Linked DNA regions of Mus musculus: region 1 is linked to region 2. The links are chromatin contacts, called in public Hi-C maps. All regions are on one chromosome and are shown on one strand. Each heading gives the region's core, a stretch centred on a gene start, on an enhancer-like site or on the middle of the called end of the contact. The rest is flanking DNA. Distances are from core to core; before and after follow the strand shown. Region 1 has its middle 96 kb from the start of Fancb. Region 2 holds the start of Fancb (Fanconi anemia, complementation group B).

Region 1 (6,514 bases), core at 2,336-4,835, 96 kb after region 2:
TCCTGATAATGTCAAAAGAAGCTATAAAGGCCTTCATATAAATGAAAGGATAAGAAAATTCCTGATTTAATAAGGAAAATGAAAATATATGTTGATAATTGTTGAGTTTTAGAGTATATTTGTAGAGTCTGCCTGTCCCACATCGCCCAGCTCCCTTCTCCTGAATTGATTACTCAGATAGGAGCACTGCCAAGCATGCCTGATAAACTCCTCTAAAAAAATCAACAGAGATCATTCTGAATTCTTGGGAGGAAAGGTTGTGGATGTTGCCAAGAATAGCATGCCAAATTAGATGTGCATAAGGGAGATGTACTTGATATCCAAGCCACTGCTGCATTATTAGTTGTCTGCATGTGATTGTGAAATCTATTGTCCTCACTGAGACTCTAGTGGCCCTGAGTTCTGAGTTGTTGTGGTCCAAATGCAACATCTTCTCTACTCAAGATAATTATAGCCAATACTGACACTCTAATGAATGCCTAGAAGAATGAATTGATGGAGAGCACCTGTGGTACAATGAGCAGATACTATACTTTCAAGGATAGAATCCTCAATATAATTTTGGATGATGGTGGTGACCTTACTAAGGTACCAAAGTTTTTGTTAAGCATCCATGGTATCTCTGAGAAGACAACAATTAGGGTCCACAACTCTACCAGATGATGGTCAATGGAATATTGATTGTGTCTGCCATCAATGTCAATGAATAGGTCATCAAAAACAAATTTCCCAACCTCTCTGGATGCCTAGAGTCCCTCATAGATGACATCAAGCTGTGTTAATTAGAGGCAAGATGTTAATGGTATCAGGCTACAGCAATGTAGAAAAGGGCTATGCTCAAGTCCTAGAAGGCTTTGAGGCTCAAGTCATCATTAATGATATTGACCCTGTCAATGCACAGCAGATAGGGGGCTTCCCTGGAGGGCTATTATGTGACCACCAAGAATGAAGCTTGTAATGAAAGAAACATCTTTGTCTCCACCCTAGGCTGTGTTGATGTCATCCTTGGCCAGCTTTTTTTGTTTGATTTTGTTTTTGTATTTGAGTCATGGTCTCACTGTGTAGTCCAAGCAATCCTTGGAATTATGTAGACCAGGCTTTGTCCATCACGTTGTACAAATAAAGCATGATGCCACTGTGTAAAAAATTGGACATTGGGATTTGTAAATTGATATGAAGTGACTCAACGAGGACACTGTGGCTAGGTTGACTCTTAAGCCACAGATAGACCACTACTGGCTGAAGAATAGACACTACATCATCCAGCTGGATGAGGGCTGGGTGGTTAACCTGCTTTGTGGTCACACTAAGTTATGGTTTAGGTACAGATTGAGCTCAGGAACTATTCAAATAACTTGTTGGGGCTCACTTCATGCATACGAAGTTCAAGAAGGCTATGATTAAAGTCCACCTAGGCAGGCTGAATATGAAGCTAATTAAGTAGACTGAATAGCAAGCCCAGAACATCAGCATGGTTGTGATGGCCTCTTTAAGACTGATCACTACTGCTACTGATATCCAGGAATACTCTTCATTTTCCACCTTCCATTCATATACTAGGCTTCACCTTACTTCTCCAAGAGTAAATGGCACCAACTTTGCAATATATGTTCCTGGGACTGGTCACTCACTCTTTGGCCTCTGCTATTCCAAGTGTATCAAGAAGAATTGAGAGGTCTCAGTCAAGATGGGAGTACAAAGGAGTCATCCACAGAGCATAAGAGTTTAGGGGCCTTGCAAATCTATAGGGTGGAAGTAGCTAATAATGTCTTTAAGCTCCCATATTGTATTCAGGCCCTTCCTTGGTCTTTAGACCCAGCTGTTGATTTTTAGAATCATTGGTTGTTCAGCCAAGACCTCTGCCAATGGGAAAAGAACTATTGGAGCTGGAATGTTTCTGAGAGCGTTGTTTACTTAGTGCTGGGTCTTCTCTTAATTTTCGAAATCCTGAGATTGGTACTTTAAGTCTTTATTACACAGGGGTTAGAATAACCAAGAAAGGGCAAGAGAAGTGTCAGCTAGAGGTTGGGAGGGGTGAGATAGACATAAATAGGCAAAGATCTGCTACTATTTTGTATCTAACAGTTCCTGTCATCTCTAGGTCATAAATAGAATATTTTGTTTTGCTAATTTGTTTACATATTTTTATTAGTTTCCAAAGTTGAGAATGTTAAAAGGATGCAGGAAGCTAGATAAATAAAATATGTGCTGCCAAATGAAGGCGTTTTAAGAAAGAGATCACATTTAAATATATTTTATTAAGGTTTATACTTGTTCCATTTATTAACAATTTTGTTATTAACTTTTTAACCCATTTAATTTATGTTTTACACTTTATCATACGCATGTATGCATAAGAAAACTGGTACAGATGAGGTTTTTGTATCACTTGAAATTTCAAACATCCACTGGGAATCTTAGAAGGGGACAATCGTATTTGAAAATTACTGACTTGGTGCATTTTCCTTGTTTCTCAAATGAGGGAAAAAGGTGCAGAGAGTTTGAGACACAAGTTCCCAGTCTCATTGTTCATTTTTGACAGGGCCGGGGTTTCAGTTGGCCCAGTGCTTTCCTCCCAGCAGTCATTCTAACTATGCTGGCTAGGTTTTTAGGAGGACTTTTGGTTTTCTTTTTTTTTTTTGTTTTGTTTTGTTTTGTTTTGTTTTGTTTTGAAAACCTGAAGCAGGTAAGCCTTTGCTCTATGTATTCCGACCCAAATCAGTCGGAATTACTTGCTTTATCATTCCTGATGAACCAAAGAGCACTCTGGAAAAAAAAAAATACTACATTCAAGTTGAAGTGTAGCTTGTCAGATGAAACCTCTTCATTTCTACCATTTCTCAAATTCCAAGGAATTTCTTTTTGCTCCCTCAAACCCCATATTAGTGACTTTGAAGCCCGATGAAGACATATACAGTATGTCTGTTGACAAATCTTTTCTATTATATTTTTGAGATTAGATCTCACTGGATAGACCATAGGGTTCTGGAATTTACTATGTTGACCAGGCAAGGCTTGAATTCTAGATCCGTCCCTCATATAAGTAACAGAGATTGTAAGCATATGCTGCCACACCAAGCTCTACTATCCAGTTTTATTCATGTCCTGATACTCCTCATTAGACCTACTTGGCTCAGGCTCTGACTTCTCTCAGTAAGATTTGTGGGTGCTGATGACATATCCATTGCACTTCTTGTTTTTCTTTGGAGACATCTTTTAATATCAATAGTCTTTCTTTTTTTCTGTCATTCTCTTTATAGTATCTGATTATGGTCTAATGCCTTTTGGAGATTCTAGGACTATGAACAGGGTTCTTCTATAAGGTACAGGCCTTTGTACAGTAGTGGGTGCTCTTCTGTACTGACCCCAGACAGTTGTCAAAATAAGCCAACTCTCCAATCATTTTAATTGGGGGACTAGATCAAACTTAGATTACAGAAATCATTTTTTTTTGTTCTTTCTCAATAGATTATGCAATTTTACAGACAAAAATCAAACATTGGCAGAGCCATTCACCAGGGCCCACAGACCTGACCAGACAGGTTTTTCTCCTTGGTGACCCAGAATAAATTCAAGCTGAGACTCTAGTATGTTATGAAAAGTAATTTTCTGATCTTGAGATTTGGCTACAACCCAGGTCCTCTTCTGTCCCATCAAGCAGTCTCCTTTCTTTGCTACTTCCCAGCAAACCAAAATGTTTGCAACATTGTCCTTTGATTTAACTAGTTATGATTCATGTCCCACAAGATCTGATGAAACATTGATTGATTGGAAAGATATAGTAATGAGGGCAGGGGAAAGATTGGTTATAGGAAAATCTGCAAGTCAACTCCCAGTGAATGACTTATACTTTGGATTGTACTGAATTTTATGTGTACTGTACTTTTCTTACACACATCTACACAGATGTAATGTCTTCTCTTTGTTGATTAAGCACTTGTAACACACCATTGATAACATTTGGAGTTTGAGATGTAATAGCTAAACCCACATTAATTTTCCTTCCTCTTTCCCATAATCTCCTGGGTTAAAGATTAATTCTCATCATAACCCTTACCAACCTTATTATGTATCTTTCTTCTTTCTCTATTTAGTTGGGAGCTTATATTACCTCCTTAGTTAAAGGAAGACTTTTTTTTTTCTTTTTAGCATATCCAAGTTCTTAACATCTCTATTCCTGTGCTTTGGGGTCACTATCAAGTAAAAGAGTTACTTGAAAACAAGGAAGGTGTCTCTTCAGCAGTTAATTTCATAGCCAAGGATTCCAAGTGACTAATATGTGGCTAGCATATAAGGGGAGGAGGAGTGTACACGCTGGAATGGAGTTAGACAGTGCTAGATGTCATCACACTACTTGGAAGAAAAGGCAACCTAAACATTATGACTTATTTATTTTTGAATTTCTCCATTAAAAAATTGATTCCCAGTTGGCCATGTATAGCTGAAAGTGTGAAAAGAGAAAACATATACCAGAGGAGACTGCCATACACAGGAGGGGAACAGCTGGTAAGTAAGTGAGTGACTCTCCTGACATAAAACAGAAAAAGAATTGTGGCATCCAAATGGAAGGACTGGGTTAGAGGAATGCAGTAAGAGAATGGAAATAGCAAGAAGAGCCTAAAGCAGAATGTTCTTAGTTACCTATCAAATGGAGAGATGATAAATGATTTCTGAATATGGCACTTAGAGTGTGAAAAATATATGTTAGAACATTTGTATTTTTCTTCCCCATAACATGGAAAGTTATCTCTCCCCACAGGAAATAAAGCCATTTATCTATTTTTCCCTCTATATCTATATCTATATCTATCTATCTATCTATCTATCTATCTATCTATCTATCTATTACTTTGAGAGGTCTTATACTGTAACACAGGCTGGTCTAGAATTCAGAATTATGGTCCAGGTTGACTTCAAACTTCTATCAGATCTTTTGCCTCAGCCCCCCCCCAATGAATGATATTTTTATAAGCCTGAATCTTCATGTTCTCTCTGTCTTCTATGACACTTTTTCCCATGAGCTACAGGTTTGTCAGACTAGCTTCTATGACATTTTAAAAATTAATTATGTTATTTATTTACATCTCAAATGTTGCTCTTCTTGTACCCCCTCCCAGAGTTCTTCACCCCGTTCCCCTCCCCTTCACCTCTGAGCAGGTGTTCCCTCCATATCCTTTCATCCTGGGGCATCATGTCTCTACAGGATTAGGCACATTCTCTCCCACTGAGGCCAGACAAGGCAACCTTCTGCTACATAAGTGCCAGGGGCAGGGATCTCAGACCAGCCTGTGTATATACTCTCCGGTTGGAGGCTTAGTCTCTGAGAACTCCCAGGGGTCCAGGTAACTTGACATTATTGGTCTTCCTTTGGGGGTAGCCATCCCCTTCAGTTCAAGTTTTTTTTTTTTTGTGGGAATGGCTAACCAATGACTGGTCTAATTTGAGGCCCGTGCCACCAGAGGGAGCCCATGTTTGACACTGCCTGGTTCACCAGGAACTGGAGGATAGATAGCCCAGAGATCTAGGATAGGAAAAAAACAAAAACAAAAACATGGATAGGTCCTTAAAACAATTGTCATCACAGACACTTCTGAAGGTAGCTTATGGGAGCAGATGCAAAGACTCACAGCCAAGCATTAGATTGAAAGAGAGCCCAAATAGGAGATCTCCATCAAGTCTCTCCTCATGGAGCTTGGGGAACCCCACAAAGAGAGTAAGGAGCCAGAGCAGTCAAGAACACCAGGAGAACATGGTCCCCAGAATCAACTAAGCAGGCTCATAGGGATTCAGCGACTGAAGCAAAAATCAGAAAGCCTGCATAGGTCTGAACTAGGTTGTCTGCATATATGTTATGGTTGTGTATCTTGATGCTCTTGTGGGATTCCTAATAGTGGGGAATGGAGGTTGTCTCTGTCTTTTACCTGCTCCCAGGACCCTTTTTTTCCTACTGGGTGGCCTTGTCCAACATTGAGATGAGGGATTGTGTCTAGTTTTAATTACATCTTGATATGTTGTGTTTGGCTGATACCCTGGGGGAGACCTGTTCTTTTCTGAAGGGTAGTGGAGGAAATGTGCACCTGGGGAAGAAGGAAGGTTGTTGGGCATGCGGACTGGGAGAATTTGAGGACGGAAATTATGGTCAGGACTACTGAAAACAAACAACATAAGAATTCAGAGTTTTAAATCATTTGTCTATTTGGATTTTGATGCACACTGTGAAGTACAGACCCAATCTCAGGTTTTTACCCAGTTGTCTCTGTGCCATTTTAAACAGGCTCAGCTTCACCCAACAGGCTTCAGATGCTGATTCTGCAATGTGCTAAATTGTCATGTGTGTTTGTCCACCATACCTTGAGACTGTTCCATTAAATGTTACTTCTGGTCATGTACCAGTTCCATGTTTCCAAAGTATGGTGCCATTGTCAATATATTTCAATACACTTGTCATTCTTGGTTGCTCTTACTTCTTTCCAGGCTTTGCTGATTTATTCCTATCTATTTTCTAATATGACTT
Region 2 (6,414 bases), core at 3,667-6,166:
AAGTAATAAACAGGATGGTCATTTAACTTTACTTTCATAAGCATATAGACAAAAAGATTAGGAAAAAAATCTATCTAGTGTTGGTAGCACTATTTCTAGATGGTATGGAGGCTTTTGACTTTTCTGCTATCAACGGAATTCCTTTAAATCGATTCATATGCCTGTAAATATCAGACCCAGTCCTTGAGCTCAGCTGCCTCTCAACATGTCCTGAGTACAAACACTGACATCCAAGGTCCCAGCACATTTCTTCTGTTTCCATCCCTGTGCTCACTTCTCGTCGAGGCTCACCACAGCAAGCTTCTACTGCTTCCTTACGGAGCTGCATATCTTTTCACCTCAGTGCCTTTCCTCAGACTCTCTGACCCTGGGTGATCACTTCTCTACCGGGCGAAGTTCTGCCTACATTCCTAAGAAATACCACCTGGGTTAGTCAGCTTCCTGGCATCGCAAGTCTCTGAGATGAAGAAAGTAAAGGTTTATTTTGTCTCAGAGGGTTAGCAGTTCCGTTTGTGATCAGTTGGCCTAGATGCCATCGGGCCTGGAATGAAGAGGGACATAAGGCAGTGGGCATGTAGCAGGCCCAAACAAGGGAGCAAAACAAGGAAAAGGAAAAAAGCAGGGTATCATAACCACCTTTAAAGGCATCACTCCCAATAATCTAAGACTCCCTTACTCGGTAAACAGCTCTTAAAGATTCTGCCATTTCCCAATAGCACCATGTTTTAGAGCAAGTTTTTCTACAGTTTGGGAGCTGCCAAGCTTGGCCATGAAGTTGCTTCTCACTCAGTCCTAACCTGATCACCAAGAGGTATCTCTCTCTCCTTAGCACTTCTCACTCAAAGAAGTTCTTTGAGAAAAGGTTTCATGGGTCTTAGGCTGGAGTGCACATCACTAGGTAGGCAGAGATAATTAGCTTCTTTGAATTGCACATCCTCCCACTTTCTAGGATTACAGGTGCATACTGCCTCGCCAAGGGACTTCTTCAGTTCCTATTGCTCAGAATGGAATTCACCTTCTTTGGCGGATTGTCTTTGTTCGAATACTTTCACTAGATTGTACAAGTTAGAAAAATGGCTCTATCATTCCACTTTCTCTAATACTGACAAACTGCTTTATAGAATTAAGCAGATAATGAGTACTTTCAGGACTGAATAAATTATTGTCACAAAGAGAAAGTAAAAAGAATAAAACATGTTTCTCATTTGAGACTCAGCATGGAATTTCTCACAGTAACAATGAAGGAGAAAATTAATTATGAACCTGTATTTTCTTCTTTTTTGTCTGCTCAAAAAAATCTATCCATATTTGGTAATATTTTCTGAAGGCATGAAAAATAAATGAGCTTGGGATTCCCAAGAACCTGTTTTCAACTGAATGTCTGAAAGGAAAGTCCTTGGGGAAAATAAATAGTTTTATTTAGGAAAAACATCATTATGGTTTGTTTGCTTTAAACCTTTTATGAAACAAAATATTACTAATGAAAATAGAGACTGCAAAGCAAGTGAATGTTCTAAATACAAAGTTACTTTTTCTTATTTTATCTATCTATTTGTCTATTTATATGTTTATATATTTATATGTTTTAATCAGGATTTCCCTTTTAGTTCGTGCCTACCCGGAAGTCACCATAACAGACCATGTTACTTTGGAACTTAAATGTCCTCCTCCTTCAGCCTCTTCAATTCTAGGATTACATGCGCAAATGAACCCCATCAGCTTTACCAAACTTAATTTCTATAAGCCAAACTTAGAAGGGAGAATGCATATGAACTAAAGAGCCTTATCGTATTTCAGAATACAAGTGCAACTTTCAGGTGAGGAAGGCCTTTCACGGTTTCTGCTTTCCTTACTAACAGAAGTGTTTAACAGTTACAACTTCTGTGGAGAAAACTCACACACCAGTTCACCTATACCTCATTGTGTATATTTAAGGGTAAAACCACCCCAATACTTAATACCATACACAGTGCCTGATTCTGGGGGAAAGGAAGCTTGTCTTTATAATATATATGATGAAGGCTGTTTTCTTGTTTTTGTTTTTGTCTTTGTTTTGTTTGCCAGGCTTTTGGTAGGTAAGGGGAGCTGGTTAGATAGTTCTTGGTTTAAAATGTCAATTCTTCCAATGGTTTTCTAATGCATATCTTAAAGTAGTGCTATATGCACTTAAAGAGTAGGTACTGAGCACTGTGCAAGGTACTGAGGAGTAAGATGAATAAAAGGCTTCTGCCTCCAACTTCTATAGCTGCTACTAACCCAACCCATCCATTAGCTACTGGAGGGAATGAACAATAAACAAATCAGACAATTACAGGCTAGGATGGAAAGTAAGCAGGGCAGGAAGCTACTTAATAACCAGTGAAGGCCTGACAGATACATTTAAAAGCCTCACAGATACATTTAAATTCTAAAAAGACAAAAGGGAAAAAAAAAAAAAAAGACCTAGCCTTACATACTAACTGGGGAAAAGCATCCCAGAGGAAGAGAAATGGAAATGTCCCAAGATACAAACAAACTCATTCTGCTTGAAGCACACAAATGAGGCAGTGTGTTTAGTGTGTTTATATTTTTCAAACTGTGGGTCATGGTTTGGATTGTGATGTCAACTTTGTAGGTCACTGCATTTTTTTTAAAGGAAGTCAAATAGAAAATACATCAGCTACATTGTTTTAGACTAAGTATTCAAGTTTGGTTTTGTGTGTGTGTGTGTGTACTGGGTTACTATTTGTATCTTCCTTAATGCAGGGAGTGGTCAAATCTGTACTAAGCAAAGAGAGAAATAACAGGAAAGGAAGTAGCAGGTAGCTAGGAGCTATAAAACATATGGCTTCCCAATTGTAGGCCACTGAGAAGAATGGGGACTTTATTCTAAATACATACAGTGGGAAGACAGTGAAGGGTTTCAAGCTGGGGAATGACATGATCTAATTTGACATCACAACGTTGCTGAAAGATTACTAAAGTTGAAATCCAAAAGGCTTGAATAGCAAGCCAAGCTAAGACTCTAACACCCGAGATTCTGAGCAAATTGCTTAATCGTACTACACATCACTTCCCTCATTTAAAGATGAGACAGTGGCATCACGGTGACCTTTTAAGACCTTGGAGATTGCATAATTCATCTATTTTCTGCTTGTTTCCTTGAGCATAAGTAAATGATGATTGTAGAATGGCCAATTCATTAGTTATGAGTTATATCTCAACTTACTATAAACCACATAGCGATGAAGTATACTCCTATAGAAAGTTATTTTAGAAGTACTTCTTTACTGTAACCAGAGATGATAATAGACATGAATAAGATCTCTGTGCTAAAAGTTAATAGAGTGCTTTTGCAACTCTCTGGTACAAAGTTTGGTACATGAAGAAAATTGGCCAGGAGGCATGAAAAGATTTACGGGCCAGGCTACTTGGAATGGACTTAGTTATTTGTTCTAGGTCATGAACTGATATATAGCACAGAACAGTATAAAGGTGTATGACTCTTCTGCCAAGCACTACAATCAAAATACAACAGTTTAGTTCTTTCCATGGTAACCAATGACTGAGGCAAAATCTAAATTGACCACCTACTGGATTTAGTTCCACACTTGATGGTCTGATACACGTTTCTTCACTTAATTCTTAACCTTACTTGCATTTCATAGATATGGAAACAGGAACTCGGAACATGGAAGTAAGCTATTTTGTGGAAGGGGGCTACATTAGTATCAATCAAGGCAACTTATTCCAAATGTTTAAAAACAATGTACAAGCACTAAGTCAGCAGATTAAGTACTTGACAAGATTCTATGACAGTGACCAGATTATTCAACCAATAAACCAGTTCTGCACTTACAGAAACTTTTAAGTACAGTGTGGAGCGAGAACTTGTGCGTAGCACTTTTGGTTTTAAGAAGCGGAATTAAGCAAAATAAAAGGAACTGGATTACCAAATTATGTACAAACTATATGGCAACAGTACAATGGCAGTTTCCAGGTTCGTTTTCTGGTGAAAGGCCAGCGAAGGAGCCATGAACTGAACAGTGTCACCTATGTCATTGGCCAATATGTTCATAGCCTGTGAGGCCCATGGATATAAGGAGATGCTAGGCATTTTGATTTCTAACTTTCACTAACCGTTTAAAGGAAGCCCACCATCTGCCCAAGTAAAGCAGCGCACACAGTATGGCAAAACCTTTGAAACATGTACAGCATCTTTCCAGTGAAGGTTGGAAAGGTCTCTTAACATCTCCCGTCAAAACACCCACAAACACACCAGTAAAAGTTGGATATGCTCACTGCACACCCCACTTTAAGTCACAGAAAGCATGCTTACCTGTCACATACTCAGCTTCGAATCTCCGCCGGGTCTCTGAGATTAGCTTGGCTTTATTCTGAGCGTTATTCTGGATAGGAGACACAACAAAACCTTAAGATGCTCTCGGTCCTTACCCAGATCACTCCCAACACAGCTCACCTGCACCGGAGCGCACGGGCCCTGGGCCTGGAAGCTGTCTTCCAGGCTCACGGCCCAGGCAGCGATGAGGTGCTGCTCACCTCGGCCATGGTCACAGTCGCGGAACCTATTGTGGTTGTACCCGTCGCTCCTTCCACAGCCTGCAGCCAAGTGTCTCATCACCAGCCAGCCCAGCCCAAAGGTAGATCAAGAAGGGAGGGAGGGGGGGAGGGGGTCGCGTGACACCGGAACGTAGAAGGAAGTGCCTCCACACTGTCCAATCCCATAGTGTTGTCCGGGGTAGAGGCGGGAATAAGTGCTCTGCTGGGCTCCCACTTGCTTCTCTAAAGGAGAAACCCCGCCTTCCGACGACCTCCTGGCACCGGTGTCCCGCCCCAAGTAGCCTGGAGCACTCTGATGCTTTTCCCTGAAGCTCAGCCCCTACAGCTCAGCTGGCCATTTGCTTCCAGCCCTCGGAGGCTCCGCCCCTCCCAGGTCCCCTCTGGCTACCACCTCCTGCAGGCTTTGCCGCCTGAGTTGTTCAGGCAACTATTGGGCCGGTTGTCCCAGCGTGCAATGCGCGGGCGGGAGGTTTGGAGTCCTTTGGTGCAACTGGAACGTGGCAATTTGGCAGCCTTGGAGAACTGGTTTTGGTTTGGTTTGGTTTTCTCCTGACCGCTCGCAGATAACTTGCATTGTGAGTATTCGCTATATTCGGCGATTATTTCTGTTAAGGTTCTTTTCTTTTGGCTGTGGTGTCTGGCTTTATAGTGCTGGCAACTTGGTCTGTAGCCTAGGTTGGCCTCCCTTCTCAGACATGAGTTTTCTGTGTCAGTCTCTCTGATCCTGGTTACAGGTATAACCACCACAGTTGTGGACTGGGAGACGCTCACAAGGCAACCGTCTTTGAACTCTGAGTTAAGTGGTTATAGAAAGTTAAAAGGAAAGATGTTATTTTGAGTTACTTGTTCTTAACGAGGTGGGGGTAGACTCTTGTTCCTGCCATGTAAGTGACATTTGTGGGTGTCACCGCTCTAGAATGGGAGTGTAGCTGATTTCTAATGGGGAGAAGCCAACGATGCTGCCAAGCTTGCAGGACAGGTCGCAATACTTATCCAGGGTGAAATGCAAACATTGCCGAGACTGGTGAAAGCTTAGATTTATAAAGTACTACAACAAACTATTAGCTTTGGTGGCTTAGTTGAACATAACAATGCTGCCTTTCTTAAAAACTGACCAACACTGAAGACTACTTGTACTGGCAATTAGAGAAAACGTTTTCCCAGGCACTGGGGATGTCGATCACAGGTCCAGCACATGCTGGAGACCTCAAGTTCCAGCCTCAGCAGCCCTGCCCCTCTGCCAAAAAGGACAACCCACGTTTTACCTAGTCTGTAGCTGGTTGACCTTAAAAAGGCAGTTAACATCTTTTCCCAAAGCGTTTTCAATATTTGTTTTTATGGGAAAATTTGAACACATTGTTTAAAGTTTGTTTGAAAACTTTCATAAAAATATTTGAGTAACTCCGAGCTCCCCTAGACTCCCACTTCCCTACTTTGATACCCATATTCTTTACTAAAAGTCAACCATCATGGTAAGGATTACATTCCTTTTAACTGTAGTGTGATATTCCATCTGTTTATTTTCTTAATGGTAATCATTCAAGTTCTTAATTTTTATGTTGCAAATAGGAGTGCAGTATATATTTCCCGGTTGTAGTATTGTTTCATATGGGGTCAGGTTGGAAATGCAGTTGCCAAAGAAACACAGTTCAGTTCATTGCTGGGTTAAAATCTGTAGTCATCTGTTTCATAAATTACTTGTTCATTATACCCATGTGTGTGTGTGGGGGGTGCTCGAGTGTGTGTGTGCGTGCTCTCGCGGGCGTGGTACACAGATGAATGTCACAGGATAGTTTTCTGGAGTTGTTCTTACCTTCTACTCTGCTGAGGCAGTCTTTCTAGTTTCTGCTGCTG

The links. Hi-C and Micro-C count contacts between places; a contact is called where the count stands out from the background.
Region 1: a Hi-C map of epidermal suprabasal cells shows a contact between it and region 2, with 2.3 times the contacts expected there. The contact joins the enhancer-like site here to the promoter of Fancb in region 2. A contact is called at or near these places in 1 of 39 promoter capture datasets (liver), 2 of 484 Hi-C or Micro-C datasets (epidermal suprabasal cells and nephron progenitors) and 2 of 9 other capture datasets (adipose tissue and pancreatic islet).

Annotation. Positions count from the first base shown.
Region 1 is chrX:165,072,921-165,079,434 of GRCm38.p6, forward strand. It overlaps the pseudogene Gm6730. Among named protein-coding and RNA genes, the nearest start is that of Fancb, 96 kb to the left of the region's middle. Within about 2 kb of position 3,586, at least 2 of the 459 cell types and tissues checked have an H3K27ac peak or open chromatin away from gene starts, as enhancers often do. A contact at or near this core is called in epidermal suprabasal cells, where this site is marked.
Region 2 is chrX:164,975,676-164,982,089 of GRCm38.p6, forward strand. It overlaps Fancb (Fanconi anemia, complementation group B), which reads left to right and starts at 4,917. Exons shown (of 9, transcript NM_001146081.1): 1 at 4,917-5,135. It overlaps Mospd2 (motile sperm domain containing 2), which reads right to left and starts at 4,700. Exons shown (of 15, transcript NM_029730.4): 1 at 4,540-4,700; 2 at 4,319-4,388. The coding sequence starts at 4,548.